Regions from separate parts of the Mus musculus genome. Here all the other regions are linked to region 2. A link is a contact called in public Hi-C and HiChIP or PLAC-seq data. All regions are on one chromosome and are shown on one strand. Each heading gives the region's core, a stretch centred on a gene start, on an enhancer-like site or on the middle of the called end of the contact. The rest is flanking DNA. Distances are from core to core; before and after follow the strand shown. Region 1 overlaps Cobll1 (Cobl-like 1). Region 2 holds the start of Grb14 (growth factor receptor bound protein 14). Region 3 has its middle 24 kb from the start of Cobll1.

Region 1 (3,419 bases), core at 832-3,331, 160 kb before region 2:
TCCTCATCACCTCAGCTATAGGTTTTTTGCCGTCTGTATTAAAAGTCTCCTTTCTGGGAGAGGAGAGAGGATTTGCTCTTGCTGTTGACTTTGTATCAGAGAAGACATGAGACCTTGCTCCCAAATCAGCTTCCAATTCTCCTTCCTACAGGAGGCAGTCTCAGCTGTCCTTTGTTAATTGTCTCTCTCTTTTCTTTTTTTTTAACCATTCTTGGACTCAACCACCAGTGAAAACCCTCAGCAAACAGAATAGGTGATAACTAGATTATCATGCAGGGTTTCTTTGTTACCATGGCAACCCTTGAGGCGCTATTGTCTCTTATTTTTTTGATCTCTTAGTTCACATGAAAGTGTTTGTGCAGCTTCCTGCAGTAACACTGCTGAGAGTTACCACGACATCCTCTTGACTCATCATGAAGGGCTGTGACCATTGTTTTTCCTTAAGAAAAAAAAAAGAGGGGGAGGGCAGGGGACAAGGGGAACCCTTATTTAATAGTTGAGTATTTCATTCGCAGGGTTTTCCAAAAGCTTTATGGGACTGCCAGGAGTTGCCTGCCTGTTCCTGCTGCCTTAGCACAGTACCACAAACTGGGTGGCTTATAAAGAACAGAAGGTTATGTTCTGGAGGTTGGGCAGTCCAGGATCAAAAAGCACCATTTCGCAGTGAGGTGGTGTATCTTCATGTGGCAGAGCGCAGAGGGTAAGGAAAGGAATTGACCACCTTAAGCCTTTTGTAAGGACATTAATTCTAAATGCTGACCCTACAGAGGGGTGTGTTGTAAGAGTGGAAGCAAAAAATGAGTGTGTGTGTATCTTGTGAGGGAATGTCCCTTTCATAGCTGTTGGATATGGCCGCTGCTTGAGTAGAGTCTGGGGCTCTAGAGCATGAGCATGGAGAGGGAGACATGAGGGTCGTCCTCTCAGGAAATAACTTCAGAACCGGCTTTTCCAGAGAGAGAGGTACAGCGTGGTGGAATTCACAGGGTCAGCTCCACGCCATCATTCATGTGGGTGTGGTATTTCCATATACCAGCATTACTAATGAGTAAGAAACACGGACTGAAGAAATATATATGTGTGTTATACCCCAGAGGTTTTAAAATGTAGTTAGAAGTTCAGAATGCAAACACAAAGTCCACAACGAGGATGAGTAAGGGACTCATGTGTACATGAGCTGCGATGATAGGACTCAGTTTAAAGATCTCAGAGTCCTCTCGAGAGTATAAAATACACAAAACTAAGCAGCTTTGTTTTGTTTGTTACATTCACATGAATGCACGTAAGATCTCAGTGCTGTGAGGCTCGTGGGATGAGAGAAATTATTGTGACGTGAGGAGAGAAACTCGTTACTAGTAAACTGGTGGAATCCTTTTGCCCCACCCAGCTAGGAATTATGGGTAGATGAGGAGAAACTTTTTCTGATACTGAGAAAGTGCCCAAGGCTTAGGGGCCTGGCCTGGAAAAGACCCAGAGGCATCTAGCCCAGAGCCCTTTAGAAACCAGAGGCTCCAGGCTCTCGAGTCAGAGGCTTACTGCAATGGGATTCAATAACCAGTGCCCCCTTTCTCCACGCAGACTGGGCAACTTATGTCACTCTTGACTTGGAGACAGCAGCAAGGAGCAGCAGGTGCCACCTGCTTGTATTAAGAGTGTTCAGACAGACCTTGGGTTCGGGAGAGCAGGCTCTATGTTGTTGGAACATCAGAGCCTAGGGTATTTGTGGCCCTTGGGTGTGACATCTCTGGAACTCTCTCAGTGACCCAGTCCACAGTGTCTCTTTCTCTAGCTCTTTGCAGCCTTCTTTCTCCAGCTTCAATTTCCTGTCTTCTTTTGACTTCCTTTCTACTCCCAGTCTCCCTTTGTCCCTATTGCCTCTGTTCTTTGTTAGCGCCCCTCCCCCATCACGCTTTTCCACTCTTCAGCCCCTCCTCCCCACTAACCTTGTGTTCACTGCAGCCTCTTCCGTCACAGTGCTGTTAACATTTCCCCCGTTTTTCTGTGTCAGCCAGCTCTGCTAATGATAATCGTGATGAGCAGAGTTGTTAAGGAACCGATCATTGGGCCTCATGCCGCAACACTAGAGAGCAGCACAGGATGTCTTTCAGCTGACACACAAAGTGAAACAGTGTTCTTGGGTGTTTCTATCACAGTGATACAATGCTCTTACCAAAAGCAGCTTGGGGAGAAAAGGGGTTACTTTAATTTACAGCTTATAAATCCATCCTTGGGGGAAGCCAGGACAGGAAACTGAGGTAGGAACTGGTAGGTTTCAAACCCAGGGCAAATGACTGAGGTGCCTATTTAACACATTACTACGGCAAACCTGGATGCCAGGTTCTCCCAGCATCCCTTAGTCCCAGCATCCCTCAGGGTATGGCTGACATACCGTGCCTGCTACCCTAAACTTTTCCAGCCCAGGAGCTGTGCTGCCCTTCCCTATATAACTGCGCTATTTTGGCTATGCCAGTTTCTTGGCCAGTCTTTTGGCCCAAGCCACCCTTCCTGGTCAGAGGTGTCTCTCTCTTGCTCTCTCTCCCTATCTCTCCTCACATTGCCCAGGTCAGAACCATGTTCCCTGTGGACTCTTCTAGATGCCCCTGGCTATGCTTTCCCTTTTATCTATAATGAACTTTATGTTCCATCATACCTAGGATCAGTCATGTCCTTCCTTATTTATTTTTATTTATTTATTTATTTATTTATTTATTTTCATTCAGGAACTGAAACAGAGGCCATGAGGATCACTGTTTAATAATGACTTGTTCCTCATAGCTTGCTCAGCCTTCCTTCCTAAAGCACTCAGGACCAGACCAGGGTTGACACTTCTCGAAGTGAGCTGGGCCCTCTCCTCATTAATTATAAATCAAGAAAATCTCCTACAGAATTGCTTTCAGGCTAATTCTATAGAGGCATTTTTTTTCACTATCTGATTCCTTCTTCCCAAATAAAGAAGCTAGCTTATGTCAAGTTGACACAAAACTAGCCATCACAAACAGCCTGATGATAACATCTAGAAAAAGGGTTAGGAAAGAAAGGGTGTTTAAAAAGCAGTCATGGCACAGTCTATCATGAAAACCATGTTCAGCCAATCACAGCAGTAGTTTATGCAGGTGAAGGACAGCATGTGTACCAGTCGCAAGACTTCTGTCAGGGTCAGTAGGGAAAACAGTTCTTCTCCGCCCTGGGTGGGAAAGGCTACACAATCACCCAGAGTTCACTGAGGCTCAGAAGAGCCAAGTCTAGAGTAGGTTATCTGAATCAGCCCTGGCTGGGACGTACCTTTAGGAGGTGAACTGCTTTGGTCATAAGCAGCCGTAGCTGCAATGTGACTTACCCAGGCCATCACTGGGGTGTTGAGAGTGACTGCTGCAGGCATGGAGGTAGTCCATCTGGCTGCTCCTTAGCTAGTAACTGTTTCC
Region 2 (3,453 bases), core at 54-2,553:
AGGATGTAGGATACTTCATGAAAAGCAGGGACAGAAGTCCGGATTTCAGGGTATGGTTGCTGCATCCTGGAAGAACACAATGCCTCTACTGTTTCATTGCCTAGGTTGACATGGAAGCTTATGGGATGAATCCTGAGTGCATCTGTTAACTAAGAGCTAAGCAGGGCCTTGCCCTGGGTTGCTTGGGGACCCTAATATTCTTATGTATAAAATGAGGCAAGTAGTAGATTCATGGAATAGTTAGGAGAGCAAGGCAGAATGTGGAAAATATGAGAAAGATGCTCTCATTAAAAAAAGAAAAGAACTGGGCAGTGGTGGCACAGGCCTTTAATCCCAGCACTTGGGAGGCAGAGGCAGAGGCAGGCAGATTTCTGAGTTCGAGGCCATCCTGGTCTACAGGGTGAGTTCCAGGCCAGACAGGGCTACACAGAGAAACCCTGGTCTCCAAAAACCAAAAAAAAAAAAAAATTAATTAATAACTAAGTAAAAATATAAAAAATAAATAAAAAGAAAAGAAAAGAAAGAAAGAAGGAAAGAAGGAAAGAAGGAAAGAAGGAAAGAAGGAAAGAAGGAAAGAAGGAAAGAAGGAAAGAAAGAAAGAAAGAAAGAAAGAAAGAAAGAAAGAAAGAAAGAAAGAAAGAACGAACACAAGGAAAAAACTCTATTAATAATCCCAGGCACCTTGAGATTCATTCAGGTTTTACTGAGAATTCTCACCAGTTCAAAGGAGTTTTTCTAAGACAGCAACCCTGATTTTTCCTCACTTTACTCCATCTCTTGCCACGGAGGAAAAGGAAAGGGGTGGTGGGGGAGGGAGCGCGGGGTGGGGGGCGGGACTGGAGAATACATTGCCCTAAGATTTCCTCCTGGTTTGCCAGTACTGTGGGTCTGTCTTGATGATCAAGCCACAGCTTAGGTGATCTCCCGTGGCCCTACTGGCACGGAAGGGTCTAAGGACCAGTTCTGCCTGGACCCAGGCAGATTGGAGGTCGGTCCTCCTAGCCCAGAGTGGCACTCGGCCCGCGGGACTTTCAGCCTTGTGCTGGGTCACCCACTTGGGAAAGCGGCGGTGGGACTTAGGGAGCCTGAGGTCGAGGTCCCCACGCTTCAGGAGAGTGACACCAGCGCCCCCGAGTGCCCGGGCTACGCGCAGGGCCCGCCAGGCTGGCGCTCCATCCTCCCCGCCCCCCAGCACCGCTCTTCCCGGTCCCCACCCTCTACGTCCCCACCCTCCTCCTCCGCCCCCGCCCCTCCCCCGCTCCCCGCCCCACCGCGTCCCAGCCGCCCTGGCCGTGAGCGCAGGCGGCCCTGCCACCGCACCTGCAAGGCGCTCGCTGCCTGCAACCGCTCGGCTCTGCTCGCCCCCAGCCCTTCGTAGCTTTCGCCTCGCGGTCGATGACTCCCTAGACCCCTGGCCTACGACCATGACCACGTCCCTGCAAGACGGGCAGAGCGCCGCGGGCCGGGCAGGCGCCCAGGATTCGCCGCTGGCAGTGCAGGTGTGCCGCGTTGCCCAGGGCAAGGGAGACGCCCAGGACCCGGCGCAGGTCCCCGGACTGCACGCGCTGTCCCCCGCCTCCGATGCGACCCTCCGCGGTGCCATAGACAGGTAGGCAGCTTCGTGGTGGTGTCCGGGTCAGCAATCCGCTCTTGGGGTATGGAGGCGGCCCAGGGGTGAGTGTGTGCCCAGAGCCGGACCAAGTTTGGAAAGTGTCTGAAGACAATTCCCTTGGAGCCAGATCCCGCGGGGTCAGGAGGGCACCACGATCTCCAGGTGCCCTGTTATAAATAGCATCACGGGGTGGTGGAGAGCGGTCTGTCTCACCTTTGCCCTTTGGGGTGAACCAGAAGGCTTCACTCCAGACTGACCACATTCAGCTGCTGGGTGGCCCTTTTCCTATTACACTATAGGCTTCAAAAATCCAAGCTTGAATGTGTTCACCTCCCACGTAGATAGAGTCTTCCAAGGACCCGGGAGAGGCAGAGCAGGGGTTGACATTTGAGCCGTCTTTATGTTCCACAGGAAAGGGCAGCGGCTTTCCAAGGTTTCTCATCTCCACAGCAATGAGCATTAAGTGCCTTTGGAGTTGTCATACTTAGGAAAGAAAAAGGCGAGAAGAGCTTAAGAATCCGTGGCTTTTTGCAGTCGCACATCTAAATACCACTCCTGCTTCTTTGTCAGGATTTGCAAAGCGCTCTGACTTCAGTCAAGTTAAAATAACTCCCCAGTGGCCTAGCGTTACATTCCTGCTAACACATTCTATTGACTTACCTTCCCAGAAGGACTGCCTTGGTGTTCTGTATCTATAAGCACTTGAAAAATTAGCAGACTGTGTGTGGGCAACATTGTGAATGAAATTCGAAGTGAGATGAACCACATCTATATTTAATAAATCATAACTTCCAGCAGTGATGAGTAAAAAAAAAATCCTGGGGATGAGTTTACTGGATGTAACTTACAGATTTTGTCAATTTAATAGGAGCCAGGAAATGGCACACTCCCCTGGGTAATGTTTGCATAAATCATGATGTAGCCTGTGTTGGTGTTCAGGAAAGCCCTAAGTACAGGAAATGGAGTGTCAATGCCTCCCAAGGCTTTTCTTCTTCTTCTTTTCTTTTTCTGTGAGATGGGGTGGGGGAGGTGGTATAGAATTATTTGTGGTAATTGGCATATTTTATTTTTGACCCATGGGCACGACATCCTTGCTCTTTCCTGTACACCTACTTATAGAGTGTTAGCCTTGTCACCAAGCGGTACACGTTAGCCTGAGCAATGCTCTTTCCCCTGACAGCAATTACATTTCCTATTCTGTTTTATGTAAATGACGTCCTATGTTCTCTTGGTGTAGGAGAAAAATGAAAGATCTGGATGTTCTGGAAAAGCCACCCATTCCCAACCCCTTTCCTGAGCTCTGCTGCTCTCCGCTTACATCTGTGCTGTCAGCAGGCCTGTTTCCCAGGGCCAATTCAAGGAAGAAGCAGGTATGCACCTCCAAACCTGTGAAACCCTAAGGTCTTCCAAGGCTTGTGCCCACACAGACTTCAAGAGTTTTGCAAAAAAACCAAACCAAACCAAAACAAAGCATCAAACGAGAATTTGCTTGGCCCTTGACTGAAAGGGGCCCTTGAGATGATGTTCCTTCTGGGATTCAGCTTCCTCAGCTGTGTAGTGGGAATATCAAACATTTCCTCTTGGGTTCTTGGGAGAGAATAGGGTTGAGAGTGCACCTGTCCTGACTGCCTATCGGACAACAGGCATCAATTTCACACCAGTCTTAATTGGAAGGGGCGGGACTATAATATCAGGTGAGAAGGGGATCGATCGGCTCTTTGTTTGCTATTTAATGGTGTCTTTCCTTATACACATGTCATATAAGGCTAGCCTCCTTTACCAAAGGAAAGTGCTGTAGAGAACCTGACAGGGACCAAGAGCAATGGCTCAGTAGGTGAGGG
Region 3 (3,477 bases), core at 389-2,888, 240 kb before region 2:
CGCACATGTATGTGTGTGCGTGTGCCTATGTGTGTGAGTGTGTGTGAAGGCACAGTTCTTTCTTGTTCTCTAAACTCCTAAGGGAGGATAGTTGTGTAATGGAGAACTGCCTGGGTGAAGATACAGCAATGCCTCAAATAGTTCCACTGTGGGTATCCAAAAAATCACACCCAGGAGTTCAAGAAACAGACCCAAAATGCCAGAGACAGGAAAGTATAAAGGGGGCTTCTTCCTGCTTCCCTTTGACCTATAGAGCACACAGCACACAGGTATAGATATATGACAGCTGGAACTTTAATAGACTACCCCAGGAACCAGGGAGGACTGACTTCCAGTAACAGAATCCCATGTGACTCAAGATACAGTGACTCAGTAAAGTTGCTATCAAAGTGGATTTTTCTATTTTTTCTTTTTTCTCTCTTCTTTTCTTTCATTCTTCCTTCCTTCCTTTCTTTTTCTTTTTTCTTTTCCTTTCTTTTTCATTTCTTTTTTTTTCTTTTTTTTTTTTTGTGGGGCGTGAGAGGTAGCTTGGTTAATGCCTTTCTGGGGACCTGGATGGATCAATCATTTCACTCCCAGTGTGGATGGACACTTTCATGATGTGTTTTGCAAAAATGATTTAGTATAAATTTCTATATGGTATGCCCTACCACGGCAATAACAAATACATGTTAAATACTGGCTTTAGTTATTTTTTGAATGCAAAAATTAATAGTTTAGGGTTTGATTTGGGGTATATTTTGTTGTTGTTATTATTGTTGTTGCTGCTGCTGCTGTTTGATAAGACAGGTGTACTCTGTAGCCCAGGCTGTCCTTGAAGTCCTTACATAGTACAGGCTAACCATAAACTTATGAGTCTTTTGACATAAACTCTGAATGCAGGGATTGTGAGCATGTGCCACCACACCTGATCCCAATAATAAATAAGGTTTACGATTCAAGAGAATTAGTAAGAATAAGAAAAGAATCAGCAAAAATGTATACATAACAAGAAAGAGAAATGAAGGCATTATAGTTAAGCTTGTGGTGAGATGGGCATGTGGAGCATGCATTAGATTCTTGCACTCAGGGGGCAGAGGCAGCTGGAGCTTTGTGAGTTCAAGGTCAGCCAGGTCTACACAGTGAGTTCTAGGACAGTGAAGGCAAAGTAGAGAGACCTTTTCTTAAAACAAACAAAACAAAACAAAACAAAACAAAACAGAACAACCAAACCAAACCAAACCAAAAAAAAAAAACCCCAAAAAACAAACAAACAAACAAACAAACAAAAAAAAAACAGAGAAGAACAAAACCCAAAACAAACAATGGCTTGAAAGAGCACCAGCTCAGGACAGAGAGATACACGCCGATCTAGGACAAACAGTGAGATCCTCTCTCAACTTCTTTTTCTTCTTCTTTTTGGCACTGGGAGAAGGAAGAAAATACTAATGAACACAGATTTCAATGTGAACTTTCAATTACTTAAACATTCAAGAGACATCTTACCATAGAAGAAAAAACAAAGTCAGAATAAAACTAGTGTAGGTTCAATAGTTATTAGAAACAAATGCCAAACCAGCCAGACGGTGGCGAATGCTTCTCATTCTAGCACTTGAGGGGTGGAGGCAGGAGGATTGTGAAACTGAGGTCAGCCTGGGCCACTTCGGAAGACCTTGTATTTACTTGTTTATTTTTAAAGTAAAACCAAACAGATACTAGGTGAAGCCATGAAAGTGAATGAGCTTCCTCAAATACCAAAATATCCAGGTTAATCCCATGCTGGGGAAAAAAATATTAACTCAGCAAATACAGTTCGTTCACTTAGAAGTAATTCTCTAACAACTGCCTATCAAACGCACCATGGAAGCACTATAAATAAAACCTGGCTGGATAAAGAGTATAACAAATAATAATTATTATCATCACTATTTACAGTGCTGAGGGCGGAGCCAGGACTCTCTAGCACACCAGCCAAGTCCCGTGCCAGAGAGATTTAGGCTTTTCCTTATTAGTAACGAAACATGTCATTATCTGCCAAAGGCTCATCAGCACCAGGAACATAGGTTTGTTTTCACCGTCGTGGTCACAGGAGGATTTGTTGGGTGTTTGGTTCTCAGCTCTGGTATTCCTAAGGTCCTATACTCTGCTCTGGAAGGTCATGCCCCTGAGAGAATTAACTGGACATATATAAGAAAATGGAAGGTGTAGATATCGGTACATTGAGTTGAAATGACCCAGGTCCTTTGATTGGTCCCAAAACTGAGACAAAGGCTCAAATTGTGAAATGCATTCGAGTGGCAGAAGCCTGGGTATGGGCAAGAATGATTAGAACAGCAGGCTCGCTTACAATGATGGAGGGAGGACCTGAGAATCCTTCCTGGCTTCATACAGAGAAACACCGAGGACTATAGCAGAATGAGCCTGCGCAGAAACACTGACAACTACAGCACAACGAGCCTGCGCAGAAGGTGCCACTCACCCTAGCAAGCCAAGGGCCAGTTCCCATCTAATTTCCTTACAAAACACATGTGTTTTACTCTGGCTAGAGGAAGATGGTGTAGCCTATGATGTCTTTGTGACTGTACTCCGGCCTCGTGGCTCAGGGAAGCGGGGAGTACAGGTTCAGGTTGATTCATAAAAGTCAAAGAAGAAAAGGCAGATTTTTGCGGTGGTGGTGGGAGAGGACAATGCATACCAATTATATAACGTGGCTTAAGATGCAGTCCATTCTATGAAGCACAGTGTCTATATAAAAGTGTCTGTTTGGACAGGCTTGGCATGTTACACACCATGCACGGACTACTAAAGCAGAAGGATGCCATTGCCCAGGATTAGGATATCCAACAGCAGAAACATCTGTGCACTTGTAGATATATTTACGTTTCAGAGAGGCATCTGTTTTTACAGTGTGCTCGACTTCTGGCTCTCTTGACAACAGTGACGTTAAGAGACAACAGAGAATTGTTACTGTGAGTTGAAAAGGTTTGATTATGCTTAGGCCAAGGAGTGGCGTTGTTAGGAGGTGTGGCCTTGTTGAAGTGGGTGTGGCCTTGTTGGAGGAAGTGCACTGTCGGCCTGGGCTTTAAGACCCACATCCTAGCTGCCTTGGAAGCCAGTTTTCTACTAGCAGCCTACAGATGAAGATGTAGAACTCTCAGTTCCTCCTGCACCATGCCTGCCTGGATGCTGCCATGCTCCCGCCTTGATGATAATGAACTGAACCTCTGAACCTGTAAGCCAGCCCCAATTAAATGTTGTCCTTATAAGAATTGCCTTGGTCATGGTGTCTCTTCACAGCAGTAAAACCCTAAGACAGAAATGGTCATGTTCTTTGTCATTTTGAAACACGTGTTGACTAAAAGCATAAATAAAAAGGACATCACCTTCCTAAACTGTACCATGCTCTGTGAACTACTTCATATTCGGGTGAAAAGTTTAGTTCCTTAAATAAGATTCTAAACTTTGACCAGAATCTCCTGTGTATCTCTACACTTGGGA

The links. Hi-C and Micro-C count contacts between places; a contact is called where the count stands out from the background. HiChIP or PLAC-seq counts read pairs in DNA pulled down with a chosen protein or histone mark.
Region 1: a contact with region 2 is called in an H3K27ac HiChIP or PLAC-seq map of trophoblast stem cells, with 3 times the contacts expected there. The contact joins the enhancer-like site here to the promoter of Grb14 in region 2. A contact is called at or near these places in 1 of 39 promoter capture datasets (the 3T3-L1 cell line), 1 of 15 datasets of contacts at CTCF or cohesin (the NIH/3T3 cell line), 3 of 484 Hi-C or Micro-C datasets (Sertoli cells, cortical neurons and liver) and 2 of 115 datasets of contacts at active chromatin or transcription factors (pancreatic cancer cells and trophoblast stem cells).
Region 3: a Hi-C map of liver shows a contact between it and region 2, with 5 times the contacts expected there. The contact joins the enhancer-like site here to the promoter of Grb14 in region 2. A contact is called at or near these places in 3 of 39 promoter capture datasets (hippocampal neurons and liver), 1 of 484 Hi-C or Micro-C datasets (liver) and 1 of 9 other capture datasets (adipose tissue).

The regions. Positions count from the first base shown.
Region 1 is chr2:65,179,838-65,183,256 of GRCm38.p6, reverse strand. The region is part of intron 1 of Cobll1 (Cobl-like 1); the gene reads left to right. Among named protein-coding and RNA genes, the nearest start is that of Gm13594, 52 kb to the left of the region's middle. Within about 2 kb of position 2,081, at least 55 of the 459 cell types and tissues checked have an H3K27ac peak or open chromatin away from gene starts, as enhancers often do. A contact at or near this core is called in trophoblast stem cells, where this site is marked.
Region 2 is chr2:65,020,616-65,024,068 of GRCm38.p6, reverse strand. It overlaps Grb14 (growth factor receptor bound protein 14), which reads left to right and starts at 1,303. Exons shown (of 14, transcript NM_016719.1): 1 at 1,303-1,609; 2 at 2,850-2,982. The coding sequence starts at 1,425.
Region 3 is chr2:65,260,587-65,264,063 of GRCm38.p6, reverse strand. No RefSeq gene overlaps it. Among named protein-coding and RNA genes, the nearest start is that of Cobll1, 24 kb to the right of the region's middle. Within about 2 kb of position 1,638, at least 7 of the 459 cell types and tissues checked have an H3K27ac peak or open chromatin away from gene starts, as enhancers often do. A contact at or near this core is called in liver, where this site is marked.